Regions from separate parts of the Gossypium arboreum genome. Here region 2 is linked to region 1. A link is a contact called in public Hi-C data. All regions are on one chromosome and are shown on one strand. Each heading gives the region's core, a stretch centred on a gene start, on an enhancer-like site or on the middle of the called end of the contact. The rest is flanking DNA. Distances are from core to core; before and after follow the strand shown. Region 1 holds the start of LOC108461933 (protein DETOXIFICATION 19-like). Region 2 holds the start of LOC108464422.

What was found. Hi-C and Micro-C count contacts between places; a contact is called where the count stands out from the background.
Region 2: a Hi-C map of leaf shows a contact between it and region 1, with 3 times the contacts expected there. The contact joins the promoter of LOC108464422 here to the promoter of LOC108461933 in region 1. A contact is called at or near these places in 2 of 5 Hi-C or Micro-C datasets (both in leaf).

The regions. Positions count from the first base shown.
Region 1 is chr13:113,434,809-113,441,753 of ASM2569848v2, reverse strand. It overlaps LOC108461933 (protein DETOXIFICATION 19-like), which reads left to right and starts at 2,784. Exons shown (of 7, transcript XM_017761921.2): 1 at 2,784-3,223; 2 at 5,231-5,775; 3 at 5,879-5,965; 4 at 6,054-6,110; 5 at 6,201-6,439; 6 at 6,517-6,635; 7 at 6,815-6,945. The coding sequence starts at 2,945. The coding sequence ends at 6,832.
Region 2 is chr13:113,720,249-113,727,193 of ASM2569848v2, reverse strand. LOC108464422 reads right to left here and starts at 2,822. Exons shown (of 21, transcript XM_017764716.2): 1 at 2,536-2,822; 2 at 1,887-2,123; 3 at 1,218-1,274; 4 at 455-482; 5 at 245-367. The coding sequence starts at 1,981. It also overlaps the pseudogene LOC128286843.

The DNA.
Region 1 (6,945 bases), core at 1,535-4,034:
CTTTCAAAAATAAACAAAATTCACTAAAACCAGTAGCATGTATGTCCAAATTTTACTAGAATTAATGATAAAAATATATCAACTATGCAAACTAACAAAACGAATATAAATATAGTATATAATATTACCAAAAAATCAATTTTTTATAAAAATCATAAAATAAAATTTAAGAAAATTCCAAAATTTTGAATAAAATATTTTTTTGAAAAATTAGATCAATTATTTAAAATTTTGAGTATTTTATAAAAAAATAAATATTTTATTTTTAATGTTTTATAAAATTTTATAAAAAACTTAAAAAAATCGATTTTATGTTTTTTTTTTTAGGTAAACAATACTTATGGTTACTCTAAAATAAGGTTTATTCTATTTTGTTCACTCTATTTTTTTCTCAATTTAGTCACTCTAAATAAAATAATTGTGTAAATTAGTCCTTTGTCGTAAAAATTTTCATTTTCTTTTAACAGATTACTGACGTGGTATATTAGCCCATTGAATGATTGACATATTGCATTTTTTATTTTTATTTTTTTTACTTTCGACTAAAGTTTAGTACCTTTCTATAAAGTTTAGAAGGGAAAAGTTTTGAACTAATTATAGAGAGGTTTATAAACTTTAGTCAAAAGTCAATGAAAAAATATCACATGCCAGTCATTCAATTTACTTATGTGTCACATCAGTAATCTGTTAAAAGAAAATGAAAATTTTAACGGCAATGACTAATTCATATAATTATCTTATTTAAAGTAGCTAAATTAATAAAAAAATACGAGTGACCAAAATAAGACAAACATTATTTTAGAATGACCATGGGGGCTTTTTTTTAATTGGCCCGAAATTTTATATTAATTACAAAAATGACCCACTTGCAAAATCATATATAAGAAGAATAACTCGTTTGCTACAATAAACCTCAATGTCGCTATTACCATTGGCAGCACCACCCCTAATAAACACCCAATCATTGGCCAATTTAAAAAATAATAATTTCCTTGAGTGTCATAGTTGCCATTGGCGGCACCAATAAAAATACATGTCATGCTAAATACTCGTATTATGAGGGAAAAAGAAAAAAAATTATATTTTAACAAGTGTTGCCGTTTGCATTAGAGGCACTGGTGTTTTTATTAAAAATAATATTTTTAATAGGTATTGTCGTTCTCTTTGGCGGCACAAATGTGTTTTTTTTAATTGATTTTTTTAATGGGTGTCGCTCGCCTCTATAGCGGCATCAGGGAAATTAAAAAAAAATTGTTATCCATTCTGTAAAATGAAGATCTGGACCTTGTGCAACGAAAAACTTGATACCTTCATCTTCAAGTGAAGAAGTATGAAGAAAAAGAAGAAGAAAAAATTATATAAACCTGGCTAAAAAGAGAAGCTCCAATAGTGAGAAAGGTGAGAAAGAAAATTAGAAAACTTTTATTTATTATTTCAACTTTTCTTCATTCTCCCCCATAATTTTTTATTTTTCTTAAAAGTTTTTCAATTTTCTTTCTCATTTTTCTCACTATTGGAGCTTCTACTTTTAAGCCAAATATATACATATCATTTTTTTCCTTCTTTTTTCTCATTAAGGTTTCATTTTATTTTTTTGTTGCTCTAAATCTAAGTCTTCGTTTTAAAAAATGAATTACAATGTTTTTAGAATTTCTCAGAGCTGTCATAGAGGCCGGCAACGCCTATTAAAAATTATTTTTTAAAAAAAGCACCGACATTGTCAAAGAGAACAACACCACCAAAAAAAATCTAACATGCTTTCTATTAATATTTTTTTTCTTTTTTCTTAGAATATGAGTATTCTAGCATGACATGTACACTTATTTTTACTAGTACAGCCAATGGCAACAACAACACCCAAAGAAATTATTATTTTTAAAATTGACCAATAATTAAATATTTATTAGAGGTCGTGCCGTCAATAGCAACGATGACATAAAAATTTACTATAGCAAATGGCTTATTCTCAGACATAATTTTACAAGTGAATTATTTTCGTAATTAATAAAAAAATTTGAACCAATTCCGAAAAAAAAAAAGCAAACCATGGTATAGTTTACTCTTTTTTTTATAATTTTTATATACTTTTAGTAATGTTTAAATTTCAATGTATGTATTGATGTTTCAAAATTAATCAACTAATGATATAGCATGTGTACCACGTTTAAAAACTGGGGTTCAATCATATCTTGAAAGATAAATCTGTAAAATTTCCTTCCTTCTAGGGGCACATAGATCAAAGCCTGAGAGCGTTTAAGAGGAAGTGTGGCTCCAGCCTGTCTATTTTAGTTGCCAATTGAGTGTTCCTGCCCCGATCCATCCACATCTGCAGTAGTCCCCATAAAATCTCAATATTTCAACTTTCATAACAAAGAAAAAATTTCATGGTTACTCATTTAACTTTACAAGTTTTTATTTTTGGTACTGAAAAAACTTATATTTTAGTCATTATCATTAAAAATAGTTTTGATTTCGATTATTTCTAGTTATTTTACATTTATTCTATGGAGAGAATGTTTTTATGTGAACAACAAAAGCCTAAGTTCAGAGAATTGTGGATCTTATAGCAGTTAAATAGCAATAGGAATAGCAATGATTTAACTTTAATCTATAAATTAATTAAGAAAGATTTAATCTCTCCTCATCCTTTCCTTCTATTTAAATAACAAATAGTCAAACTTTTGTTGGTATATCCAAAATAAGAACATATGCGAAAAAAAGTTGTGTATAATTGCAACCATATATTTGTTTTTGCGTTGAATACGACCAATCAATTTCCATCTACCAGACTTACCACATAAAGAATCCCATCCGTCATTCCAATTTCTTTTTCTTTCTTTTTCAAGAGATTGAAAAATGCCAAATTGGTAAGCAATAATAACGAACAAGAATATCCCAATAATCCTTCAAAACGAAAAAAGTTCATCCCAAGAAAATCTGAGTTATGGAGCCATCAAACTCAAGCTTAGATACTACAGCTCTCTTGAGTCAAGCTTCCCAAAGACAAGACCAAAGTACAGAAACAAGGTGTTTGAGGAATGTTTTAGATGTAGAAGAAGCGAAGACTCAAATCTTATTTTCACTGCCCATGATCCTTACCAATGTCTTTTACTATGCCATTGCTTTGGTTTCTGTCATGTTTGCTGGTCACCTTGGAGAGCTTGACCTTGCTGGTGCTACACTTGCCAATTCATGGGCCAATGTCACTGGCTACGCTTTCATGGTAACTCTATATTTACTCTCATCCCATCTTTATAACACCATAGGTCATGACTCCGTCTTATTTGGAGAAAATAAAGCTCTTTAAAAGCTTATTGTATCCTCACATTTATAGACTGGTATACTGGGTTATAGCTTTATGATTACTGTTGTCTTGACTGTTAGGTGAAGAAATTTGTTGGGAAGGGTTATAGAAGAAAATAAAAGATTGGGTCTCATTGATTATAGCTTCTTCTTTCTTTCTTTCTTTTTTGGTAAGTTTTTATTTATCCAAGAAAGCCTTAAACCTACAATATCCTGCTCACCAATACTCAAACGTTACCTTTGAAACTGTCTTCTATTTCTTTCTCGCCAGACCAAGTAAATGAAAGAATTCCATGCTAACTTCAAATATAAACAACAAGAGCTTTGCCTTTAAGTCTTGTGCAAAGTCAATGAATCTCCTGATTCCATCCCCCAGCTTCTCCTAGGTCGTAAGACACTAACAAACATACAATTTACAAAAGGACGATCTCTTGTTTCCTAGTTCCCTTGACATAGCGAACAATAACTCTCAATGCTCATCCCCCTTCCAGTAAGTCTTATCTTTTGTTGGAAGGACAAACGTTCAAATTAGAAAGGAATGTTTTGGTATATGAAGTGGAAACCAAATCATCCGACTTTCCTCTCCTTTTCTCTAGTTTCATTCCAAATTGCAGAAATAGTTAGTTTATTGTTACTGACATCCAAGTTAGCCAACACAGATGCAGCTTCTTCCGAGTTTTAGAATCTTCCTCCAGCTCTAGCTAGAATTTCTTCTCAGTGAAACTTGCAAAAATATGGATTTTTTAGCGTGTAATCCTTCAACCAGGCTATCCATAAAGAGCCTTAGACTTGCCAATATGCTTCTAATCACTTGAATGATACAAGCTATATATCAATTATCCAAACGTTTCATTCCTACACCACCTTCAAACTAGGGAATGTTGAGATGTTGATGGGCCGGCCAGACCAAGGCCTGATTTCAGAAAATTTTGTTTTGGGTCGGTTCACTCAAAAAAATCGTTTAATTATTTAAAATTAATAAAATATTAAATTATATGTTTATTGATATTTTATATATTTTAAAATTTAATTTTAATTTAATTTTAATTTTTTTAATATTTAAATTGAATTTAAACAAAGTCGAGATACAAAAATACTTATTCAAGCTTGGCCCAAGTCAAGTCAGACTGAGCTTGGACAAGTTTGATTTTTTTATAAAAATAACCTAAAAATTTTAATTAATGAATATATAAGTAAATGATCTGAAATGAATAGTTGATAGTTGGCGGGATCAAAGAGAATAACGCCATCAATTTGTCACAGTAACTAATCATTGATTGGTAAAATAAAAAAAAAATCAATTTTTTTAATAGAGCGAATTTATTTGGTGCTAATACCATATAAATACCAATGTAATACAAGAAAAAGAACTATTAGCAATATTCAGTGATTTATCTTGCTTGACCCTAGTTCCCAGTAGGCATACAACATCAATGTTCAGTTTATGAATTCTATTGACTACTTTCATACTCTTAAAAGGTTATTAAACCCTCTAATATTCCTTACAGCAATTATCATCAAGGAATAGATGAAGTACTTCCAGTTAGAACTCCAAACACTTCAGATTAGGCTCCCATTTGCTTAGTATCACCTGCTTATTCTGAAAATGCAATGGACCTTTCTCTAGCTTCAGCATTTGTAAATTGTAGAAGAAACAAATTATCCCTTGCAATTTTAACACAAACGTCTCCTTTCTTACGCCAAAGAAGATTACCAACCTTCTGCTATCTTTTACCTACTTGATTATAGCTTTCATCTATGATTTAAGGGATCTTTCATAGATTTTTTTTTTTTTTTTTTTGCTATTGTGTATATAATTCTGAGATCTCCATGTATCTGATGTAATGTCAAAGCCTTGTAGTTGTGTGAATTGAAAGCTGGCTATCTGAACAGTCCTTTCCTTTCTGTTTGTTTGTTTGTTTTTCAGGTGGGACTAAGTGGAGCACTGGAGACTCTTTGTGGTCAAGGATTTGGTGCAAAAACTTATAACATGCTGGGAATCTACTTACAAGCTTCTTGCATCATTTCTTTCCTTTTCTCAATCATTATATCCATTTTATGGTTCTATACTGAGCCAATACTAATATTTCTTCATCAACAGCCTGATATTGCAAAAAAAGCTGATGCTTACCTCAAGTATCAAATCCCAGCTGTGTTTGCATTTGGTTTGATACAAAATGTTCTGAGATTTCTTCAAACACAAAGCGTTGTCATGCCCTTAGTCTTGTTCTCAGGGCTGCCATTGGTACTTCACTTTGGCATTGCTTATACTTTGGTTTATTGGACAAGTCTTGGTCTCGAGGGAGCTTCAATGGCAGCTTCTATCTCTTTTTGGATATCTTTTCTCCTTTTGATAACCTATGTTGCTTTCTCAAACAAGTTTGAGCACACTTGGGAAGGGTTTTCTTTTGAATCATTTGGTTATATCATTCCAGACTTGAAATTAGCCTTACCCTCTGCAGCAATGGTGTGGTGAGTTCCTCCAAATCTTGATCATTTTATAGTAACATATATTGTGACAGCCATGACAACATTATTTTATTAACCCCTTTCTTCCTTGTATCTTTTTTGCCAGTTTGGAGTACTGGGCTTTTGAAATTCTTGTCTTGCTAGCAGGATTGATGCCAAATTCAGAAATAACTACTTCACTGGTAGCAATGTGGTAGGATATTTATTTCTATTTCTTTCTTTCTTTTTTTCACTTTATTTTAGTTTTCAAATGGTTGATTCTTTCTGCTGCAATTTACCAGTGTAAACACTGAAGCCATTGCTTTCAATTTTACTTATGGCCTTAGTGCTGCGGCAAGGTCAGTTTGCATAATATTTGCTTCTTTTTTCATTTAATTGATTTCTGAAGCCATTGATATTGAGACATTGAAACCCTGTTTTTGAACCAGCACAAGAGTGTCAAATGAATTGGGAGCTGACAAACCAGAGAAAGCTAAGAAAGCCATGGCTGTTACACTCCAACTTGTGGTCCTTCTTGCTCTTATAGTTGTCCTTGCTTTAGCGTTTGGTCATGATACTTGGGCTGGTTTCTTCAGTGACAGTGCTTCAATCATTAAAGACTTTGCTACAATGACCCCATTTCTTGCAATCTCCATAGCAGTTGATTCATTTCAAAGTGTCTTATCAGGTTTGAAAACCATCCAATCTTTCTTTATAGATTTCTAAGTTCATAACATGAATGCCTTTTTCTTTTAATGTTGCAAGGGGTGGCAAGAGGTATTGGTTGGCAGCACATGGTTGTAGTTGTTAACTTGGCATCTTATTATGTTGTTGGCATGCCGATTGCAGCTATTGCTGGTTTCAAGTTTAAGCTGTATGCTAAGGTGAGGAATTTTCACTCCTCTCAAATTTTGGACTCACCTTCGAACTTAAACAAATAATTTAATTCTTAAATAGGTGTACTTATTAGCCCTTATGTATCTTGTGAGTAGGGTCTATGGATAGGCTTAATATGTGGATTGCTAATCCAAGCTGCCATTCTACTGGTGATAACATTTCATAGGAGATGGTCAAAGATTGATATTTCAGCAGAAAGAGATGAGGAAAACTCTGTTGATTAATGCAGAGAAGAACCAGGCAACAGTATGGCTTGCTTCGCTCTTCTACTCTTCATTGTTCTTAAGCTAATCAAAT
Region 2 (6,945 bases), core at 1,573-4,072, 290 kb before region 1:
AATCCACTCCTTCTTTGATTAAGGCATAGTCTAAATCAAGACTTCCTAATCTGTTTCTTCCTAATAATGGTATATGTGTAATGATCATTGTTATGGTCATTTTCAAATTTTCAAATATCTTGATCAGAAACAGTGTGAAACCAAGAAAACACAAAAGAGTTCATGTTAATAGGGAAGCAAAATTTGTTAATCTTCAGCCAAGCATCATGCAACAAACATGCAGAAGCAAGTAGAAGTGACCTACTAGGTCAGCGACTGAACCACCAGCCATGTATTCCATTATCAACCACAGTTTAGTTTGATGAAGATAGGAACCATAATACTCTGTGATGTATTGACAGCGGCATTGTGACAAAACAGAAATTTCCTGGAACAAAAACAAAACATATGAAAAACCTAGTAACCTACTAGTTGAAAACTTAGGATACTAGCTCCCAGGAAAGTAAGGCAATACATTCTGGATGTCCTCAATGTCATCCTCACTGCAGAGTACAAAACAAAGGCAACCATAAGAAACAGCTAAAAAACCAAAACCAAAACCAAAATAAAAATAAACACCGAGTGAAAGAAGGAAGTTGTTATATGCCCCATCTACTTGCTAATAAGTAAAGGCTTCTGTAACTTCCATGCAAGTTGATGAATTATGATGCTCTTAAGAATGATACTGATAAAGGAAGATAAATTTACTTTGCTAAGCATGCACAAACAAGTGATGCAATTAATTTATTTGTCACACAAAAAGTGATTGCCACCAGAAGACCCAACACTTAGACATAGACTGAAAGGAAGATGGGAGGGGGAAGAAAAAAAGAGTGGGTTTAATACTTAATAGCGAGCTGGCAATTCATGTATTCTTGTCGTGTAGCTGTAATTTTACGTGTCACATGCATGTTTAAGATATTATATATTTATATAAAATTGGATACTTTAGTAATTCATGTTGTATGTAGTTTGACACATTTGTGTATTCATGTTGGATCATGTTTTTTTTTTTTTTTGGTGTCATGTCATTTTTATTATTATCATGATTTAGTTATTTACTGTGTCATGCTAGTGCTCTGTAACTGTCTTGTATTCAGAATCGCTAGGTCTAACATAAAAAATAAACACTAAACAAGAGATAGCATACAAGACTTTCTTGCTCAGAGCAAGCACCAGCCTTTTGACTGTTGAAATAAGAACAAACCAAATACAATTTAACAAAGTTACCAACTTACGATTCCTCTAAATCAATAACTTTGATAGCAACTTCCTTTTTCAATTCCTTATCAAACCTGCAAATCAAGAAAAGCATCAGTTATCCATCTCATTTTCATTAACCATGGCTCATGATTTAAACAACCACATCTTTTTGCAACAGTCATTTTTGAAGCCACTTCTATTATTAGCACATACCAAATAATGTGCCTATCTCAAGATAATCATAATGGTCAAAACTTAGCAAAATCAAAGAAGCTAACAACAAACATAACAAAACAAAGTAATTATAATGCTCATAAGGTTGTTAGGTGTTGCCAAGTTAGTGCTTAGTCAATCTTCACCCAACAGCCCTTTAAGCTCCTTTTTCCCCATCCGTTAGGAAGATATTTTTGTCCATATATATATACACACTAGTTCAAGTTTTAGGTAAATGGTATACTTTCTACTTAAGACAGGATAAGATTTCAATTCAATAAAGCATTATTATCAATAATCTAATCCCACAAACATGAAGCAACTCTAAATTAAACACCGGAAAAAGATTTCTACAATGTGCAACGTAAATATTCAATCACAAGTAATACTCACATTAGATTTAAGTTCTTTTCTTACAACAAAATGTAAATAAACAATGCAAATAAACTCAAGCAATGTGATTGGGAAATAAATCAAAATAACAGGCTTACACTTTATAGACGTCACCAAAGGCTCCCCTGCCAATCAACTCCACCTGACTAAATCTATACCCCGCTGCTGGTTGTAAACCTTCTATATCAGCCATTTCTACGTACAAACTCCTTGGACACCAAAGATCAAAGCCACCCCAAAATCAACCCCTCAAAACATTCACATTCCACCCATTCTTCAATTACAATTCAATACCCACTTCTAAATAGGCAAAACCATTATCAAAAACCCAATCCCTGAAACAGAAATATAAAACCAAAACCATTAATATTCTCAAATAAAAACTAACACCTACAAATAACAAAATGCAAAAACATATCCTAAAAGATTCCCACATTTCAAGATCTAAAAATCTAATTAAAAGCAGATGTATAAGCTCTCACACTGAAAGCAAAGAACATATAAAGAGACACCAAAAGAAAAAAAAAAAAGAATTCCACTTCTGTTACGCGAAAGAAAGGATAAGCTAAAATTGATATGCTAAAAAAAAAAAAAAACAAGAATTCTTAAAACCAAATTTAACAGCGACAAATTTCAATATCCTTTAATACTGAAACTACAATATCCCAACAAAAACAACATGTTTTTTTTTTTCAATTTCATAAGATTATTTCTTTTTGTTCGAAAGATGTTTTCCTTTTATTTTACCTGTTGGGTTTTTGCAGATCTTTCTCTTTCGTTGTTACGATAGTTCTATCTCTGTTTCTGTCAATAGCGTGGGTGTTTAAGAGCTTTGAAAGAAAATCGAGGAATAAGAAAAATAAAAGTTTTGTTTGTTAATATGGAGTTTTTCTCGAGGTTTTTTTTTCGGGAAAATTTTAATTTCGCGATGACTTAAAACGCGCCTTTTAGAAGGAGATTTGTAAGATAAACGTTAAACGGGCAGCGTATTAAGGTAAAAACATGGCTCAGCAAGGCCATGATCCAAATGGGCCTTTGTTATCTATATTATTGAAATTTTCACAGACCAAATTAAAATATTTATTGGTGTATTAAATTTGTAAATCAAATATTGATATAAGATATATTTTTATAAAATTCTTTAAAAATATTAAAAATTAAACCGAATATTTGAAATCTAATAATGTAATAATACCAAAATCATGGAAATGATATATATATCTTCAATGGTTTTTTTTTCTTTCTGATTTTTTATTTTCTGTTTACAAGGAATTTTGTGCCAAAATTCCAAACAAATGACGTTGAAAGGACAAAATCAACACAAACTCAAACAAGAATATATTCAGGGAAAAAAAGGTTGAATAATCTACATGGATTAATTAATCATGAATTATCGAACAACACTAGTCAAATTTCCTTGCCCCACACCTTTGTTTCCTGGAAGGTTCCAAGGCATGGCATTCCCTACAGGCCAACAAAAATAACCTGAAAAATCTCAGGCAACCCCTTGATCTTCCTCTAGAAACACACTTTTGTTGATGATCACCTTGTTTCTTAGCTTCAGTATTTTCCTCCTGGAAACCTCACGTTTCAGAACAGGCACTGCTGTTATATACTGCCATCTGTGGGGATCCCCATACAACTGACCACTTGCAAGCTTGCTTGCTGTGTTTTCACATCCTCGGATTCTTCTATGGTACAATAATCTCCTCTCCGAACTGTCACTCGAGCTTGTTCTTGCACTGCTGCAAGTACTGCTTCTGCTGTTGCTACTGTTGCTTCTCGAAGACATCAATGAATGCTTGCTGTTGATGCTGCTTGTTCGGCTTGTAGGTCGAGAACCATTTTCGGCTGAACCCATTGTTGTTGTTGTTGTTGTTGTTGGAGAAAGCTGTAAAGGAAAGGCGTGTGGCAAGAGTCGGCCATTGAAGAAAAGATGATCGGCTGGTGAGGTTTTATATGGATCTAAAGAGGGTGAATCCGGGCGGCAGGTATAGCACCCGAATTCGAAATCGGAATCTTGATCACCAGAGCTTAACCTTTTCCTCCGATTTTCCGTGGGAGATTTTGATTACAATGTATCTTGTGTGGGAGTTTGGAATGTTGATATAAGTAAGCTTGTGTACTAGTATTTATATTAAGGAAGGAAGTTGAGATAATTATAATCAGTATTATATAGATTTTTACATGTTTATATGATTATTTCGTGTTTAAAATGATCGGATGTGCGAGAACCATGTGTTTGAGGTGTATAGGGGACAGCTTGGAAAGATATGGTCCCCTTGTTGGGTGATTGGGATGAGTTTTTGGTGGTGTAAATCATCAAGTTATTTTGCCAACTCAAGCTTAACCATGCACATGGAGACCTTGGTGTTGTAATAATCTTGGATAGTGTGTGGGATATTCCCAAATTTCATGACTTAAATCATTCCAAAGTGGGTAGGTTTATTCATCTCTCACCATCAATAATTTGAATTACCTATTTTAATTATAAATTGTACTTGGTTAATTTTAATGTGTCATTTAGTTATTAGTGTAATAGCACAAGAAAATAATTATCACAAACATTAGTTAGACATAAAATAAATAATAATTAGTATAAATTTAAATTTAAAATTAAAAATATAAATAAAAAATTGTAAAAAATAAGACATCTTCAAATTAAATTGAAATAATTTATAGTTAATTCATATATATATATATATATAATATTCCGAGGAAACATAACATTCTTGCCCCAAAACCATATAATATCTAGTTTGATAAAATTTAATATCATTGCTCTTTAAATTTTATATATATCCAATAAGTTGTTACAATCTCCCAAAAATACTCTTTCATGTAAAGCGAAAAGAGAGAGCTTTTTGGAGCATAGATAGGAGAGACATTTGACTACTTAATTGCCTTAAAATAAATGCTAATATAAGTAAGTACCAAGTACTAACCTATTGTTTTGTTTTGGCTCCTCTCTAAGACCATGGGTATGATAGTAGATCAACAAAGCAAACCTTGGTATAAAGAAGGTAGTGCTTTAGTCTTTAGGGGTAGGGAAAAAGATGTTGACAATTATATTCGAATTTGTCACCCCCATTTACTAAATTTCTTATTCTAACTTTATTTTGGAAGCAAAGGGTCATCAAACACTTTAGACAAAGGAGCTAGTTAGGAAGTTTCTTTTGATGAACTTTTGGGCCCATTTGAGTTCATAATATCTTTGGGACCACAAGCAGTGAGCCCCCACCCCACAAGCAAGTCATTAATTTCTCTTATCTTTTTCAATATTTTAGCCTTCTGTTGAATCTCTTAAAATGGTAGGTCCATTATTTTACAAGTGTTGGCTCAGCTACTGAATTTTTTTATTTAATGGGCTTTTAGTTGGGTTACGTTTTATTGTTTTGAACAATGTAATGGGCTATTTCTCAGGTAGAAAAGCCCAAGTTTAAACAATATAAAAAACATAATAGCAGCATCAAGAGCCAAAACTCCGTCAATTTCGTTTAAAGGAGTCGGTTTAAATAAGTTCAGTCGATTTAGATAATGGATTAATGTCATAAATGGAATAAGTTCAGTCGATTTTTATTATCTTTTAATAATCAATTTGTTTTGAATCCGATAAATGTATCAAATTAATTAAATCAATTGGATTAAAAATAGGTGACACAATTAATTCGACAATCGATTAATTTTTAAAAACGTAACATAAATGTGGTGTATATATAAATAATTACCAGTCCAATGCACACATACTTAACTTGTATAATTGCATTCAACACTTAAAACAAAGATTTATGAAAAAAAAAGGTTCAAAAATACAATTAAGATCATTTTGACAAAATATGTAAAAATTAATGACAAAATTTGTCATTAAGCCTATTATTTATTCCAGCACAACTAACCTAATTAAACTAACTTAGGCACAACTAGCCATTCAATGAAAATTACTCCATCAAATCCATATATATACCAAAAGATACGTAAAGCATCATTAACATATTTACAAATAAAAATGACTTAATAACTTCAAGACACTTCTAATGACTTAGGTACATATCACTTATGATTAAACATAAGAAAACATTACAACTAATGGCTTAGATGCTAACAAGATCACGAGCACACCAAAACCTAAGACATGTCTGTGCATGAAAACAAACAAAACTATACGTTTAGTATTGAATACTCAATAGCACTAACATAAATTGAGTTCAAATATAAAAATATTAAGATAGTAACATATAACTAATATGTTACATCAAAATGTTAATAATATCAAGATATCATATTAACAGGATTATCATCACATATTATACTTAGAATGATCTTTCATAAACAGAATCAACATAATATTCGACTATCAAATTCAAAATGACATTTCTATCAATGAATCAAAATATAACATCATTTCTAGAATCAAAATTACATATTAAACATTTTCTTTTAGCCCTTATTAATTGGATGCAAATATAAGTATAGGTACGCAAACTTAATCCCTAACACTCCACAAAATGTAACGCATTAAAGTGCTAGAATGAATTGCACAGTAGTGCCAAAATGCTCTCACCAGTAACATATATGAATCCTATAGCATGCCAACTATACCCTAACTATGTCTAGCATCATTTAATAGGACAATCTCTTACTTTGCAATATCGATATATATATTATCATGTACTTCTCAATATAATAATAACTGAGTAACTAATTGTATTAATACCATAATGAATTCCACAAGCCTAAACATACCTGTTAGCTTACCAATTAAACCATTATTTAACACAATTTGTAATCGTATATTACTAGTATTTTAACAAGATTAGTTACTTAACTGAATTCAAGAAAGAAAAACAAATTACATTAGTACAAACTGAAATAGCTAGTCATTGACGATTTTCGCCTTTCCTTTATCTCTCGACGATTTGACTTTATTTTTAGCTATGTTTGATAAATTAAAATATGAATACAAAGTGAAAACCACACATTCAATTTAAGCATGTTAAGAATTTATTCAACTTAGCTGCTATAAAACCTTATTATCCGAAATGCTCATATCTTTCAATATTCATTATCGAATTGAAATCCGACTTTGAATTTAACCACTAGGGACCTTGTACTTTCATTTTATAGCAAAATTTACTAATAGCTTTCAACTTGTTCAAT